Linked DNA regions of Hordeum vulgare: region 2 is linked to region 1. A link is a contact called in public HiChIP or PLAC-seq data. All regions are on one chromosome and are shown on one strand. The core of a region is the stretch at or near the end of the contact, and the rest is flanking DNA. Distances in the headings are between cores, read along the strand shown. Region 1 holds the start of LOC123448522 (UDP-arabinopyranose mutase 1). Region 2 holds the start of LOC123448523 (CLK4-associating serine/arginine rich protein).

Region 1 (2,700 bases), core at 74-2,573:
CACTAGATGAGGCGACACACAAGAGGCGAGGGCGGCATGACATCTGGCAGCCTATCTGGCAGCCAGAAATAAGTCCAGACGGCGGAATCAAACAACAAGGTGGGCACAGTGTCCGGCCAGACGCTTCGCGAACGAGCAAGGTCACATACGTGGTGCGATCCAACGTGCGAGCTTCCCACGCATCATGAACCTCCCACAAATTCATGTAGGTACGAACACTCGCCTCACGCGCAAAAGTGACGACGTGAAGGGCACTTCCAAACACGGACGCCCTCCAACATTTTCCATAGATGTATAATATGATTAGCTAGGACTTAAGAAAATAAATAAATACCCCCTTTATTTCTAAATATAAGTCTTTTTAGTGATTTCAATAAAGACCGCATAGGGTTGTATATAGACGTATTTTAGGGTCCAAATTAACTCATTCTCATGCATATGTAGTCTATATTAAAATATTTTAAAAAACTTATATTTAGGAATGCAGGGAGCAGAACACATCTAAGGGCATCTTCAATAGTCGTATGATCATCCTTGGTAAAATTGTCATATAAACAGTTTTGATGACATGACACATAATAAAAGAAGAGAGATAATGAAATCGTATGATCTTGAAGCAACAGTTCAGGCACAAGCTCTAAGGCAAGCATGATCATTTTCTTCAACATTTAGTGGACCCGCTTAGTTGTTTTACGTACAATTAACATATGCTTCATTAGGGCATCTCCAAGGCTACTCATAGTGGAAAGTATTATATACTAGTATCACACATATAATACTAGTGTATGATATTATTTTCATAGTGCATAGTATCATAGAGTAGTATCATATATACTCTTATTTATTATCATGCATGATACAAAGTAGCATAACATTTAACATGATACAATATCTACCTATGTTACTCCAACCTTCTCTTTCTTCTTTAATTTTATGCCACATCAGCATGTTTGCTATTTCCGAGTGCGTGTTACGAGCTAATATACCACCACTATGGACAACCCAACAGTCGTATGACCACCGTTGGTAAAACAGTCACATAGAAAGTTTTGACGACATGACACGTAATAAAAGAAGATAAATAATGAAATCGTATGAACTTGAAGCAATGGTTCACACACAAGATCCGAGACAAACATGAACATTTTTTCAACATGTGTTGTTGTGTGTTAATGTGGACATTTATATCAACGATTAAACATACATACTTTTAAAGATGCTTTTAAAAAGCTTGTATGATGGGTTTTTGTTTACTCACGTGGACATTTATATGAACATTGAACATAAAGACTATTGGTATGGAGAAAGAAAAGAGAGACGCACATAGAAAGGCAGGCATCGGTGGACAAGAAAGTCTTCTTCATCGTGGAGCGCTATATAACCCCCTAATTTTCCAAGCCCAAACCCACACCTCTCTCTACTCCCCCACCCCTATCACCGCCTGCTGGAACAGCTAGATCCAGGGCTCGAGATCGAGATCCCCGGCCAGGAAGCAATGGCAGGGACGGTGACTGTGCCCGGATCGTCGGTGCCATCGACGCCGCTGCTCAAGGACGAGCTGGACATCGTGATCCCGACGATCCGCAACCTCGACTTCCTCGAGATGTGGCGCCCCTTCTTCCAGCCGTACCACCTCATCATCGTCCAGGACGGCGACCCCAGTAAGGCCATCAAGGTTCCCGAGGGCTTCGACTACGACCTTTACAACCGCAACGACATCAACCGCATTCTCGGCCCAAAGGCCTCATGCATCTCCTTCAAGGACTCCGCGTGCCGCTGCTTCGGCTACATGGTCTCCAAAAAGAAGTACGTCTTCACCATCGACGACGACTGCTTCGTAAGTTCTTTCTAACTTTCGCTCTGTGCACAACTCCAAATTACTCGCGTTTCATAGTCGCTCTTGCTGGTGATTGTTCGAATTCTGCGGATCTATGGGAAAATTGATTTTTTGTCCTGGATCTGGGTAGCCTTGTTCTAATTTCTCCAGATCTGGCTTGATCAGATCTGGATCTAGGGACCCGCAATCAGTCACTTCAACAATAAAGAGTATCCTGTCAGATCCTGAGCCGTATCAGGTTTGAGCAGGAGCTGCTCCCGGGACACGGACAAGCAGCCCTCGGCCTTGCTTGTATTGGCCGGTAGAGAATCCACTGAAGTGGTCTCTGTGATCGTGTATAATTAATTTTCTCCAACTGATGCATGTGTCAAGCAGCCCATCTGTTCGTTGTTCGTTAGCAGTTTGTCCTTAAGAGGTGAACAGTCTTTTTTCATTTGGGTAGAGGTTCTAGTTTATCTTCTTTTTTCATTTGGTTAGAGGTTCTAGTTTATGTGCGGTTGTGGAACACGGGTTGGCCGATTCAATTAGTAACGAAACAAAGCATTGAGAGTATTTAGTGTCACTTGGTCCATGATATTTAGTAAGCACCGTTGTATGTCAATTTCATTATACTCTCTGTACGTAATCCGATTGTAAAAGAACTATGTTTCTACCTTGTGAGATCCACACCATGTGGTCTCCACTAGATCTTGCCTTTCCTGATGAAGCAATCAAGTGGGGGTGAACTGTTGTATTTTTCTGACAGTGTCTTAGTGTGTTGCTTCAACTGAAATTTATTGGTCCTCTTTGGAAATAGGTGGCCAAGGACCCATCTGGCAAAGACATCAATGCTCTTGAGCAGCACATCAAGAACCTCCTCAGCC
Region 2 (2,700 bases), core at 81-2,580, 600 kb after region 1:
CTGCCTAGATTTAAGCTCATTTGGATGAACATATTTCAGTCATAACATAAAAGCGGCTACAGTTCAAACGAGATGAAATACTCTGAAAAATGAGAGTTTTGCTATCAATGAGCTTCTACAACTATGCCAGAAGAATAAAATTTAGCTAATTTTCTAGAGCAAGCATGGAAATTCAGTAAGCTCCAACATTATTATCAGCATGTGCAAAACCAAATTCCTGGTTTCCTGCAACACATGGCCAAAACTAAATATTTACACAATATAAAATCTGAGCACCTACTAAACCAATCACAGCTAGAAACTGATCAAGCTATGCCTCAACACATGGCTGAATCCAATCTATTACGAAAAAAATATTTTGTCAACTTCTGCACACCATCAAACCGGCCCAGTCAACTCCTTGGAAACAGAAACGAAATCCTATGCACCAATAGTCAGGGTACTAACTATTCATAGAAGAGAGGAATTACAGAAACGTAACAGATATAATCCCTGCTTGGAATCGGTGTATATTACCGGTCACAGTTACCATCCCTGCTTGGAATCGGTGTATATTACCGGTCACAGAAATGTAACAGATACGATCCCTGCTTGGAATCGGTGTATATTAACGTAACAGATACACCTGTATTTATTTTACGCCTGTATATTACCGGTCACAGTTTGATTTCCACCTACAAAAGAAACGACGGATGAAGGGCTGTATATTTTACAGGTCGTGTAGCTCTCCAAAACGACAATCCAAACCGGTGTACAGATACTGGTTTACTACAAACACTTGCAAGAGGAATCTATTCGTTGCACAATATCATGAAACATAATCTGCATCTATTAGACGGCACTGCCGATCCATCAGATGGACAGCTAATTCGACTAAATCCAGCATGCTGATGTCATAACAAACAACACAGCCCATCACGTTATATCAACTGGACAGACGGAGTGTGCGTGAGAGAGCGGCGGTACGTACAATCCCCGCTGGTCCTCTGTGGCCTGGTATAGTGAGTCGTCGCGGTGGACGCGGCACCGGGCGCCGGAGACCTGGAGGGACTGGTGCGGATCGCCGCGGCGGCGGGCGAGGTAGGCGTAGCGCCGCTGGGCCCGGCGCCGCGCACCGTCCATGAGGTCGTGGACCTTCCGCTCCGACCGCCGCGCCTCGTGCCACATCGCACCCCCTCCTCCCAAAATGTTCAGGAAGCTTCGGGGAGGCGGTTTTGTATTAACCTAAACCTAGACGAAGGTGCCAGAGGATGCCCCGCTTCGATGGAGCGAGAGAGGTGACCAGGATGCCGAAAGCCCACAACCGTGAGGGCTCCTCAAGCTGCATTAGGTCTGTACCAATGCAACGTTTATTAGCATAACACTAGTAATCATACCCGTGGAGATAGAAAATGATGTAACAGCCCACAAAATAAGCTAACACTGGACATGTATGATAAATTGTGAATCAAAATAAGCTAACACTGGACATGTATGATAAATTGTGAATTTATCTTACTATCTATCCATGTCTAACTCTTCTTTTTAATGGACATAGTATTACGCATGTACTCCCTCCTTTTCGGTTTATAGGGCTCAAATCTGAAATCTCATCAACCAAGGTGAATTGTAAGTGAATGACACTAGTTTAAACTAGTCAATGAAATATTTCTCACATATTCAATTTCCAAGGCAACAAATGTAGCATCCTTTCTTTCATTGGACTTGCATGATGGATGTAGAAAACGATGCATGCATAGCCACTCATCTCCTTTTTCTAAACTCTATGAATTAAATATGGTGTGAGACTCAAAGCACTTTAACTCACTTAGACTCAAAATGAGCCTAATATAGTAGAAATCTGGAAATTTTAAGATGAGCCCTATAAACCGAAAAGGAGGGAGTAGCTTTCTTTCAGGATTATGGCCCAAATTCTCTATGGTTTAGTTATATACTTCCTCCGTCCAAAATTACTTTGTCGCATAAATATATAAATTGAATGTATCTAGAACTAAAATACATCTAGATATACCCATTCCAGGACAAGTATCTTCGAACGGAGGGAGAAGCTCACACCATCCATCGTATACACACAGGCTAATTAGGCACGTATATCTTCGTATCAAACAACGGTGCTCCCTCTTGTCGATTTCGGACTTGGCTTGCCTCCACGGTGCATGTGAGCGTATATAAACAGGTGGGATTGTTTTACGGGAGTAAGGTGGAACTATGATGTTAGTTGTACAAGCAATCATCAGAAGTGCAATCATGCATGGTTCAAGTTCTGTTGGGCGCATTGAATTTTTGCCTTTATTAGCCAGTCTTTCATTTTTTAGGCAAATTAGCCAACCTCTCACGTCTACCCCAAACTGACCGCCTAATCAAAGCCCAAGAGTGGGTAAGAGTCCATCAAACGGCCGACAGCCAAGGCCCAGCCTAGGTCGACCTCCTCCTTATCGCTTCTGCTAGTTCCCTTCCCCACCTCTTCTCATTTCTTCATCGTCCTTTTCCGTCGACCTCACTGGCTCCCGCGGCCCTGCCTACCTACTGTCGGGTCCCTAAAGTGAGTAGCCACGCCCGTCATTGCGGACGTCCTCAACAACCTCCGCTTCGCCATGGCAAGCATCTTCACTCACCGACGACCACCTCTTGTCACCCGTCTTACCTCCAAGCTCTTGTGCTAGTGCGTACCCGACGTTGTCCCATCCACGCATGCCTCGA

Evidence for each region. HiChIP or PLAC-seq counts read pairs in DNA pulled down with a chosen protein or histone mark.
Region 2: an H3K4me3 HiChIP or PLAC-seq map of embryo shows a contact between it and region 1, with 6 times the contacts expected there. The contact joins the promoter of LOC123448523 here to the promoter of LOC123448522 in region 1. A contact is called at or near these places in 1 of 6 Hi-C or Micro-C datasets (seedling) and 1 of 1 datasets of contacts at active chromatin or transcription factors (embryo).

What each region holds. Positions count from the first base shown.
Region 1 is chr4H:292,175,003-292,177,702 of MorexV3_pseudomolecules_assembly, forward strand. LOC123448522 (UDP-arabinopyranose mutase 1) reads left to right here and starts at 1,324. Exons shown (of 4, transcript XM_045125442.1): 1 at 1,324-1,837; 2 at 2,634-2,700. The coding sequence starts at 1,496.
Region 2 is chr4H:292,778,434-292,781,133 of MorexV3_pseudomolecules_assembly, forward strand. It overlaps LOC123448523 (CLK4-associating serine/arginine rich protein), which reads right to left and starts at 1,331. Exons shown (of 13, transcript XM_045125443.1): 1 at 971-1,331. The coding sequence starts at 1,167.